Linked DNA regions of Mus musculus: region 2 is linked to region 1. Evidence: chromatin contacts called from public Hi-C data. All regions are on one chromosome and are shown on one strand. The core of a region is the stretch at or near the end of the contact, and the rest is flanking DNA. Distances in the headings are between cores, read along the strand shown.

Region 1 (5,885 bases), core at 1,793-4,292:
AAAGTGGCACTATTAGGAGGTTTGACCTTGTTCGGATAGGTGTGGCTTTGTTGGAGGAAGTGTGTCACTGGGAGCTAGCTTTGACGTCAAGTCTGTCCAGTGTAACAGTCTCCTCCCACTGCAGGTGGGTTCAGATTTTGAACTCTCAGCTCCTTCAGCACCATGTCTGCATGCATGCCACCATGCTCCCCACCATGACAATAATGGACAAAACCTCTGAAACTGTAAGTCTGCCCCAATTAAATGATTTCCTTTATAAGAGTTGCCATGGTCATGGTGTTTCTTCACAGCAATAAACCCCTAAGATACATATATATCACTATATAGAAAGCATTCTGAGTTTCCTGCAGTTGTGCAATATTATATTAGATAGTGTTATAAAAGAATCCACACACATATTGATGGATAATTGGTTTGTTTTCCATGTTTTGCTATAATTCAATTATGTATAGAGATATATGTAAGAATATTTGCGGAAAATTTTCTGAGGATAAGAAATGTTTACACATCAAATTTTGTTACTACCAAACTGTCCTTTATAAGGAAACAAGGGATTTTTAACTTAGAAGAGATATTGTAAATATCTAAGAGATTTTCCTTTAACATGGAAGGAGGAAAGTAAAAATTTCACACTGAAAACCATTCAACAGACTTTCTAGGACATGATGTGCCTGTCAAATTGCTTTCTAACTAACCACATTTATTTCTACAGGATAATGCTACTCTTAGCTTTGGGTAAAGCTTCTTCAGCTTTTGTCACTGGTGACTTTAGATCCTCCTAACTGCTCAAAAGACAAAGAAGAGATGACTGATGAATGCTCTTTTATAAGTGGCATGGATATATCACTCCCTCCAAGGTTCAGAGAACATTAGAAAGGAAAAGATGGAAAGGGCAATGACAGAAAGAATGGAAAAGTGGAAGGAAGGTGTAGGGAAAGACTTGAAATCCTGACTTGTAACCGTTCACAACTGCTGAGCTCTTGCATTCACAGGGTTACCTGCACACGATTACCTCCATAAGATTGGCCGCATCAAAACACGGTCATGGAGGTTTCATATCTAGATGAAGGTTGGTGGGAGACTTCTTGGTGGTAAAATCACTGATAAGGTGTCCATATTCCTGTAATCCAACCCAGTCAAGCTCTTGTAAACAATACTAATGCAATTCATTAGTTTACACAATGGGGAGTGCATTCATGTGCTAGCATCTTTGCACACACACACACACACACACACACACACACACACACACACACACTCATGAGAGAGTCGGGGAGAAAGAAAAGGGGAGTTAATTTAGAAAAGGTGATTAGCAAGAGTAGGAGGTGTGGAAGAGAAGATTACAAGCTGTAAAACACATGTATAAATGTGGACAAAATATATTTATGTACAAGTACGAAAATGCCACAAACCCATTAGGTATAATTAATACATACTAATAAAACATTAAAAATCTGCAATTATAATTACTGGTTAAAGCATGTTTTTTAAAATGAATGTGTTTTTATTTTTTAGTGGATAACTCATGAAGCAATTAAAAAAATCATCTTGACACTGGAGAGATGTCAACAGTTAAGACTGCTTACTGTTTTTCCAGATATCCTGAGCTTGATTCTTAGCACTCTAGCTGTGAGGCTCACAATTGCCTGGAATTCCAGTTCTAGGGGATTCAATGCCCTCTTTTAGCTTCCATGGCCAATGCACACATCACACACACACACACACACACACATACTACACACACACACACAGAGAGAGAGAGAGAGAGAGAGAGAGAGAGAGAGAGAGAGGGAGAGAGGGAGAGAGGGAGGGAGAGAGAGAGAGCTGTTTTGCTGTTTTAAAATAATCTAATGTTCATTTAGTTCTCTTAACCAGGCTTGGGATGTTGAGCCTGAATGGAGTCCTAGTGTGTGAAGACTTTAGTCCAATATGCAGTGATTTTTGTAGCCCCATGGGATGAACAACAATATGAACTAACCTGTACCCCCAGAGCTCCCAGAGACTAAGCCACCAACCAAAGAATATACATGGTGGGACTCATGGCTCTAGCTGCATATGTAGCAGAGGATGGCCTAGTCAGACATCACTGGGAGGAGAGGCCCTTGGTCCTGTGCAGGCTTGATGTCCCAGTGTAGGGAAATGCCAGGACAGGGAAGTGGGAATGGGTGGGTTGGTGAGCAGGCGAAGGGGGATGGGATAGGGAGTTTTTGGAGGGGAAATAAGAAAAGAAGATAAAATTTGAAATGTAAATACAGAAAAAATCTAATAAAAAAAAGAAATCTCCCATCACTGTGAGTTATGAGCATTAATATGCTGGTTTTACAGAAACTCAAAGAAAGGGTTTGTTTTTTCACTTTGCTCAGACAGTAAGAATGATCATAATAAAGGTAATAAATATTTGTTGAAAATTTACTATTTGGCAAGCTCATTCCTAGGCCCACTTTTTGTGGATCATCTCACTGTCAACAGTTGTTCCTAGCTACTCTTAATATCTTAAAATGTCTTCTTTTTTTCCAAATGAGTAAGGGTTTAAGGAAATTTAAATAAGTTTTCCTGGTTGTTCAGCTAGGAAATGGTAGTGTCAGACACATAGTTCTCAAATTGTTCTTTTGGTCACTTTGAGATGAGTTTGGCTAAATGCTAGTATTCAAGTGTAGTTAATGCTCGAATGTAGTGAAGGTATTTTGAGGACATGACTCAAGTCCATCTTCCGTTGGCATTAGTAAGAGAGGTTATCCTAGTTTATCTTCACTGACTCAATCACTTGAAAGGCCTTTAGGACAGAACTGACAGGAAGAAATGTTCTCTGTGGACTGGATTTCAGCTGCCTGAGGCCTCCAGCCTGCTCTTTCTGCTGACTTCCAATGCCTTTCAGATTTGCTTCATCAGCCCCACATTTTCATACGCTGAGTTTATAAACAAGTCTGACAACACTGAAGTCTTTGTTATTATTTTAGCTTTTGAGTATATCTCAGGCTAGATTGGAACTCATAATCTTTTCCCCAGTCATTGCTGGGACTGTAGGTATGTACCACCACACCCAGATTATAGTGTCTTAGTCAGACATCTCCCACAGGATCCAGCTCTGTGCTTGTGCACTGACTGACACATTTGTCTAAGTTCAAAGCTCAAGCAATAATTAGAATGCTGTACTCATCCCTGTATATAGCAAATTAGGAATTTGAACTCCAGTCCTCTGTGCACATGCTTTGAGTCACGTGTTGCACTTAACATACCATGTGTCATCCTGCTAAATTTTACATTTTGTGCAGCCCAACATGATAAGTACTGTGAAGGACACCAGGATTTAACCTCACTTTCACTGTACTATGCACACACACTGAACACAACCCTATTGTCAAAGTCACTGTCACCTCTCCTTTACACTTAGTCAAATGTGGTCATTCACTTTGTCATGATTTCCTCTCACCTTTCTTTCTTAATGTTTTACTTGTTAGACTTTAAGAATTTAGAACTTACTGTTGCTTATCTTGTCTGTGGTTTGAGATAATCCAGGTAATTTAAACTCCAGTGACAGAGGAAGAGAATGTCTCCAAGGCATCTTTGGAGCTGAACTTAGCTGTTGTAATCAGGACTATAGTCCTTCTAGGGTAGACCTCTGGCAAATATTGGCAAGTCAAGTTCCCCAAATTTGAATTTTCCTAATGAATACAATTGGGCTTAGAGATGTGGCTTGCCACAAATAAATCCTAATTCCAAGGTGAAAATGTTATAGAAGAGCCAATTTGGGGCATCAATTAAAGGATGGATCTCCCAAACAATGCTTTCGGGCTTTCACCATCTTTACTTGTATTTTTCTTCTTAAGTAAAATACAATTAAAAAGAAGATTTCTCAAATCTTACCTCAATTAGTGTCAAAATAAATTCTGTGCTAAAAAACGTAAGAGTGCCTCTCTGGACTTCCTTATAACTTAGAAAGCTCATTTTTAATTGTTAAAATTCCAGTTAATACTTTTATTTACTATGGTCTCAAGTTTCAGGTTCTCAGATATCTTGCTGATACTAAAAACAAATAGCAGTTTGTAAGGCATGTGGATTTATTGCCAAGAGTCAAGAAGGCTTTGTTTTGGAGCACTAGAGAAAAAAAGACTCATTTTATTTTTTTATTATCACTATAAATAATAATTTTATTATTATTATTCAAGTAAAGATAAGGAAAATGATGCAAAACAGTTGGATTCTCATATTAGCATTGATCAGTCAAAGTGGAGACTAGGATTTAATTGTTTTGGACATAGTTAGAGATTGTAAAATCAATTATATTTAAATGGATCAAAATTATATGAGCTTGTAAAATATGGAGGTTAAAAATGTATAGTAGGGTTTATATGGAGAGCATTCTATCAGATTAAAACATGCACCTTGTTTTGAACTTAGAACCACTGTGAAAGTAGGCTTACTTCGAGTACTGGTTACCTGCACTGGCTCAGTATACTGCCTGAACGGGAAGTAGAGACAGAAGAAGGGACTAAACATAAAGCCATACACCCCCCCCCCCCCGTTACATACTCCAGCTAGACTCCACTTTTGAAACTTTCTTTCCCTTTCTTTCTTTATCACTATTTTTAAAAAAGATAGGGTCTCTATATGTAGTTCTGGTTGACCTGGAACTTACTACATAGACCTGGCTGGCCTTACAGAGATCTCACTATGTCTATCACCTGACTGGCCTCTTATTACATCCCCAAAATATTGCCAAAAGCCGATGAGCAAGTATTAATCGCATGAGGGTGTAGGGAACCTTTTATTCTCAAATTGCAATATAGCACATAGTTTCTGATCCACTTTTATCTAATTAGTGTATACAATTATTATGTTTGTTTGGACACATGATTACTGATAAATAACAAAGAGAAATACTTATGTATATGCATGATATATATTTTTTCTTATTCACATACATTTCTTTTCCACTGTAACTGCCCTAAGAGAGCAAGCTGAGATTCAGAGGCGAGATAGGGAAGTCTTTTTTTCTTTTAGCCAATCTTGGCCAGTTAGATACGTTTCCTTTAGTGACAAAATGACTGAAATCATTGTAATGGAATCGTTAAAGCAGTAAAACCAAAGGAAAACCCTAACACACACACACACACACACATACACACACACACATTTTTACCAGTTACCACCACCCAAGAACTGCTGTATAGTTTCTAACCTTCTGCAGGGAAGCTGGACTACCTGACTCTTAGTCTGTTTATTAAAACTAATAACCATAAAATTCCTGTTCAAGAAACTTTTAAAGTTTAACTTTCACAGGAAGACTAAACACTAAAAGATATAAGTATGTATTTATCTATATATAACTATATATTTAAAATAAATATATTTTTAATGAAAAGATATATCGAAAGGAAAGATGCCTCTTATTACATCAGAACTGTAATACTTTTGAGTAAAGAGGATGAATAAACTCTTTCACTAGGGATAACACCTACCATTTGCTGAACATATGATTCTTATCAATTGCTATGCTAAATACTTAAAAAATATAATAGAAATGTGAGTGTGTATATAGTTAATTGATTTTACCTATATCACCTATGCATAGAGTAAATATTTTTAGCATTTTGGAGACTGTGATGGCTATTCCTTGTTGTCAACGTGACTACACATGGATGAACTACAGTCCAGAAATGGAGGGCAGACCTGTGATCCAGATCTTGAGGCTGGAAGACACAGGTTTCTGACCCTGATCTTGACTTAGATGACATAGACATTTGATCCAGACCTTGAGGCATAGTGACCATGAAAAGTTTATGCCCAGGCAAGGTAGTATACACCTTTAATCCTAGGAGACTGAGGCAAATGGAGTTCAAGGCAAGCCTGGGGCAGAGCAAATTCCAAATCCAGGCATGGTGGTA
Region 2 (6,163 bases), core at 177-2,676, 170 kb before region 1:
CTCCTTCGCCCACCTGCAACCAGAGACCCGTTCCTCGCAGATAGGAGACCCAAAAAAGAGGTCCATCTGTGGCACTCAAGGCCGATCCAGCCTCATCTGGCTTGTTACCTATGCTGTGTACTTCCATGTGACAGGGGCAGAGGCAGAATCTATAACACGTTTTCCTGGCCTGCTCCAGCTGCCTAAGGTCGAGCCCAGCCAGCAGTGTTCCTTGTCTGTCCACTGGAGGCAGGTTTGTCACCATATCCCTGCAAGCCACTGTGAAAAGCCTTGTTTGCTTTTGCCCTAGAGTCCAGCCAGTCCCCTGACCTCTAACCCAGAACTATTTGTTCCAGGCGTTCCTCAGTCTGACATTCTAGTTGAAAACAAAGCCAAAAAAAAAAAAAACCCAAACCAAAAAAACCCAACAAACAAACAAACCTACCATCTTCCAATCATCCCTCTATATTTGGGGGTCAGATGAGCTGGTTACCTTTATGGTCTAGAGGGAATGAGTCAGTTAGCGTTTAAGCAAGAAGCAACATCTGCTGTAGTTCAGAGGCTGGCAGAGCACCAACGGCTGGGAAACTGTAGGAAGCAAGAGACCTGGCCAGAGTTCTTTAGTCCTATGCTGTGTGTCCATGAATGCCTAGGCCAGTTCCTCCTCCAACAGATATTTTGTCTCATGTTAGAAACCTTCTCTGTAGCATCTGGCCAAAACCTAAACCTATTGCTGGCCAGAGTTTTCTGAGACCCACTTCCAGCCTCAGAAATAGTTGAGGCTTGATGTCAGACTTGTCATAGCTGGCTGGGTTTTGCTTCATTTCCTCTTCCTAACAGTTGCTCAGCCAGTCTTTATTTGCATGTGGGCAAAGACTTTGGTAAAGAAAGGAGGAGCCTTGTTAGCTGCCGTCTCACTCATGGCTAAGTCATGAGTAATTCTACTAGCAGAGCTAGTATTTGATACCCCTTACTCCTTTCTGCTTATACAGAAAGGTGAGGGATTATATAGGATTATTTATGAGTTTCTGTTAATTGTAAAATTTAGTACAAATCCAGCAATGAGGGTAGTGATGGTCACTTTTTCTATTTGTTCAGAGATCATGTACAATCTTGTACCCTTTACATAACACATATACACCTTGAATACACATGTGCATATGTGCTTGCCACACCACATTCTATAACAAGGAAAGGACCTCGAGGAATGGTTTGGATAGAGGGTATGTATTTCTGCTAGTGTTCCTGGCAGGCCTTGCAGTCAGGCCTGGCTGCTAGCAGTCTCAAAGCTCACAGAATTCAGAGACCATCCACTCCAGGCTGCTGCTTATCCCACACTATCCAGCAGATGGCGCTGCACGCCGCACTGTCGCACCTGTCTGCCTTGGCTGTCAGGAAGTCAGAGTTACTACTGTGCAGTCAGGAAGTGGGTCTGCTCTCACTGAGCAGCGGTGGCTTACGCAAACCATGACTCATGGGTTTGACGAGGGCCTTTGTCAGAAGCAATGAGATCTGACCGTCACCACCCAATGGAAAGCAAAGTGCCTAGCTGGCCGGAGATCATGGTTGCTCACCGTTGATGCCTGGCTTTTTCAGGCAGCATGAGTTCATGCGGAATTTCAGAACCTGGCTGTGACTGATTCACTTTCTGTAAACGAGGGTCACCATTTCCACTTCCTCCGCTTGGGCTATTATTTGAACTTCGAGGTCAGCAACTGTTCTGGTGCTTACCGGAGGCTTTTGAGTATTTCATAAGTACTATTTCTTTCCTCTTCTTAAAAGTTTACTTTGCGATAAGGTCTCAGTATGTAAGCCTACCTTCTTGGAACTGGCTATGTAGATCAGTCTGACATCCAGTCCACCCGCCTCTGTTTCCTGAGTGCTGGGATTAAAGGCACATCTCACCACCCACTCATCGCAGCAACATTTAGCACAGATCTGAAGTATGAAATTGTTATCTCTCAGCCCTTCAAAAGTGGGTTAGTCTCAAATATCATACTGCTCTGCTTTTGCCTGGAGGGCAGGAGAGTAACCTCCATAGAATGCCTGAAACTTGGATGGTATTAAACTCTATACACACCGTTTTACTATATATATACATATATATCTTATCATATATGTGGCTGTATCTTTTGTAGTTTGTGAAGCCATAGAAAGTTAGTTCAGACTTCTTCTTTTCCTTTTTTTTTTTTTATTTTATTGTTAGAAGATCTTAGCAGCTCCAACATAATTCTTTTATTAGTGGAGACTTTTATCCTGTCTTATACATTTTTTGCTTGTTTGTTTGTTTTGTTTTTCGAGACAGGGTAGACCAGGCTGGCCTTGAACTCGGAAATCCACCTGCCTCTGCTTCCCGAGCGCTGGGATGAAAGGCGTGTGCCACCATGCCCGACTCTGTCTAATACATTTTATAGCTCATCTTTGGTGTACCTGACTTGTACCTGTTGTCTTATACATTGTGGTCTGTAATTGAGTTAGGGTGAATTGAACACAGTCAAGGACTTCATCCTCTGACTAGTGGGTAGTGGCATATACAGTGGATGCAATGGCCTGGATGACTCATACAATAGACTGGACCCTATGGGAAGGATGAGATGGCATCATACTCAGCGCTAAGGGCATGTATACCATCTTACATCATACTCAGCGCTATGGGCATGTATACCATCTCACAACTTAAGAACGGTTTATTTCTAGAATTTTCTATCTCATACTTTGGGAATGTTGTTAAGGCTAACGAAAATAAGACAGTGAATAAAAGGCAGTGGCGATCTAGTGTTTACATGTACATGTATTTGTATAGAAATTCATGTGAAACTTTTGAAAATTCTTGTGGCAGGAAGCCCCAGAGGGGATGGCTTATGGGGACAGTGATGACTGCGCCAGGTGTGTTGATGACTGGAGTCAACCTGTTCTAAAGAGTCTGCCAGAACTGGATTAATGTGCAAAAGACACAAGTTGTAGTTAGACACAGAGAAGCAACAAAGCCAGAAGGGCTCCTAGTGTTGAGGCAATGATCCAGAAGGGGGCTAGGTAGCAGGAGCCAGCCTGTCAGGGGTTACAGCACCTCAGGACTCAGCTTTGGGAGGTAGTGGCTGGGGGTTAGACTCAGGTAGATGTCCTGTGGTTAGTGATTCTCTTCCATGCCTCCCTTTATAGCTCTGTCTCTGTTCCTGAAGTTCCTCTACTTATATTTGAGGGGGAAAAACACCCTCAAGAACTTCCCCAAACTCCATTTCTAATTCTGTTTAACTTTTCTCTCAGGAGTTTTCTGCTCAGCCTACAACCGTTTCCAACTTGTAAAACCCCATATCTCATTTGCCTTCAAACACTCTTTTATAGAAATTGTGTGTGTGTGTGTGTGTGTGTGTGTGTGTGTGAGAGAGAGAGAGAGAGAGAGAGAGAGAGAGAGAGAGAACACATGTGCTCTGCTATACAGTTTTTGGTCCTTTTGTGTTTTCACATAGGAAAAGAATAATCTTTGGGGACAGGAGCCTTCTTTCTTGTGGTCTCTCTTGAGCCTTCTCCTTGGCCTTACAGTGTGGGCTGTGCAGGTACCTTGCTTAGGTCTTTAATGGAGTTGGGTGTGAACTGAGGGCAGGGGTGAATACACACACTGGGCTCACACAGACACAAGAATATGATATCTCATGTGAGCAACCAATCAAGCAAACACATAAGCAAAACACTAACATTTTGTAAAAACAAGCCCAACAGATTTAGCTTTGTCCTACTAAACTCTTCTTTGCCCTGGAGTGCACAAGGAAAATAATGCCCGTGTATATAAGGTATTGCTGTGCATGTGTGCAGTGTTACGAAGAGGTTGGCTCTTCTAACCTTTTCTTCCTCAGTAAAAGGAACATTGGAGTTGAAGAAAATGAGAGAGCGCTGGTTCTCTCTGAGCGTGTGTTGGAATATCCTTTGTATAAGAGGGGGAATGCAGACTAAGGCCCTAACACTATGCTATGACTGTCCCAGACATGGGGCACTGGTGACCAGTGAGGCTGAGGAAGAGAACAGCCATTGTCAGTATACACATACTTCCATGTATATTCATGGTTCATCTGTCAGTTTACGATGCAGCAGTTCTCAACCAGTGGGTTGCAACCCCCAAAAGACCATTGGAAAACACAGCTAATTTACATTATGTTTCATAAAGGGAGCAAAATTATACTTATGAATGAAGTAGCTATGAAAGCAATTTTATGGTTGGCAGTTACCAAATGAGGAACTATTAAGAACCACTGTTTTAAAGGGCTTTTGTTTGAGAAAAAAATACTTATTTTACTTATGTGTTTGTGTCTTCATGTGGATATAGCACACATGAGTTCAGTTGCTTGCAGAGGCCAGAAGAGGGGTTCAGATTTCATTAAGTTGGAATGACAGGCAGTTGTGAAATGCCTGATATGGGTCCTGAGAACTAACTTGGACTCTGGAAGACCAGCAAGTGCTCTTAACCACTGAGCCCTGTGTAACACATCTTAATCTGACTTTGGTAGGTTTCAGTGACTCCAGTGAGCTTGGGTAAATTCCTGAGTGCTTGTATGTGTACCAGCCATGCGCCTTAGGCCACCTTAAATAATGCCTTCAAACTTCTGCCTCCCAAGCCTTTGTAGAGAGACAGGGAATACCGTTTTCAAGTCTAAAATGTGTTTCATTGCCTTTTCTAGAGTCACCAAGGTTAGGTCCCACTTACAAGTCAAGATAGTCTGTGACCACAGTTGGTCTGTGACCACAGTTCCCAGCTCTCAGGTGAGGGTTTTATACCCCTGAACAGTTATTTCCAAAGAATTCCATATTCCTGCAGGTCAGCTAAGAGAAAGGCTAGCAATTGCTTCATGTTCTTAGGCTGATTGAGTTTATGTAATTAGAGGACTGTCAGCCAGACTTTTTGTTATGCACGCCCCTCCCCTTCCTGAGAACTCTTTGCACAATGGAGACTTCCTGTCTACATCTTCACAGTCTAATTCTCTATGGTTGCTCAAGTATTTGTGGCCATGTTTTACTGACTCATGCTCAGATGTCACTGGTAAAAACTGATGACTGTTGAGTGAAAAGTCAGCAAGGAAAGTCCAGAACTTGCCCCCAAGCCTGCCTCACAGGCTCCTGCTGATTCTTCAGAATAAGTTGCCAATTGATTAACTTTCAGAATTCGATAGTCCCACTTGCCATCCTTCCTCATGCTGAAATGGAAAAAGGGTAAAGTCAAATGCAGGTGGCCAGTGGTCGTGTCCAACCTTCCAAAACCCAAGCTTTGAGTGTCTTGTAAGCTTCTGTGTCAGCTGATTTTCTAAAGCCCCTTCTGCTGCAGAGGCTTCACGGGAAATAGCTGAGTCACAGTTGTTCATTCCCTACAGTTACTCTGAAAGGGGATGGGTGGGACGTGAGACCCACAGTAGAAATAAGCTCTTTGATGCTCTACCTTCATGGGGTGAGAGCGCTTTTGAAAAGTCTGGGGCTGATTATAAAGTCAGGAGAGCCCCCTTCCTTTAAGGAAAAGCAAAGGGCAGAAGCACTCACACAGTGTCTCACGCCCTCCAGCCCGATGGTTTATATTGGCCAGCCACTCCCTCCCTCTTTTCTCACAGGTTCTTTGCTGATCTTTTTGGTACACTTTTGTTTCTTAATTTTATTTATTCATTCATTCATTCATTCATTCATTCATTCACTTAAAATCACAGTCACTGCCCTCCTCCCAGTTTCCCCCTCACAGAGTCCTCTGAGAGAGTGGGGCCCCTCCTGGGTATCCCCTGCACCCTGAAGCTTCAAGTCCCTACAGGGTTAGATGCATCATCCCCCATGAGGCTAGATTTCACATACAGGCAATAATTTTAGGGGCAGCCCTCACCCCTCATGTTCCAGTTGTTGGGGGACCCACATAGAGAATGAGCTGCACATCCACTACATATGTGCCAGGGACCTTGATCCAGCCTCTGTATGCTCTTTGGTCGGTGGCTCATTCTTTCTTAGAGAGACAGAGTCTCTGGTTGCCCAGGCTTTGCTGTGAGCTCTCTGTGCAATCACGGATAACCTTGAACTTCTGATCCTCCTGCATCCCGAGTGCTGGAAATGACCCTGTAACCACCAGTTTCTTTCGTGTCCTTCCAAGTATCTTATGTCCCTTCTGAAATGTCCACAGTGTCCTCCTGGTACATCATGTCTCTAAATGATTGGAGGTTCTTTC

Evidence for each region. A called contact is a pair of places that touch in the nucleus more often than the background predicts.
Region 2: a Hi-C map of liver shows a contact between it and region 1, with 3 times the contacts expected there. The contact joins two enhancer-like sites. A contact is called at or near these places in 2 of 39 promoter capture datasets (liver and stem cell-derived epiblast-like cells), 8 of 484 Hi-C or Micro-C datasets (embryonic stem cells, group 2 innate lymphoid cells, liver and 2 more), 1 of 115 datasets of contacts at active chromatin or transcription factors (embryonic stem cells) and 1 of 9 other capture datasets (embryonic stem cells).

The regions. Positions count from the first base shown.
Region 1 is chr13:75,624,943-75,630,827 of GRCm38.p6, reverse strand. No RefSeq gene overlaps it. Among named protein-coding and RNA genes, the nearest start is that of Mir682, 17 kb to the left of the region's middle. Within about 2 kb of position 3,042, at least 10 of the 459 cell types and tissues checked have an H3K27ac peak or open chromatin away from gene starts, as enhancers often do. A contact at or near this core is called in liver, where this site is marked.
Region 2 is chr13:75,793,209-75,799,371 of GRCm38.p6, reverse strand. No RefSeq gene overlaps it. Among named protein-coding and RNA genes, the nearest start is that of Glrx, 44 kb to the left of the region's middle. Within about 2 kb of position 1,426, at least 284 of the 459 cell types and tissues checked have an H3K27ac peak or open chromatin away from gene starts, as enhancers often do. A contact at or near this core is called in liver, where this site is marked.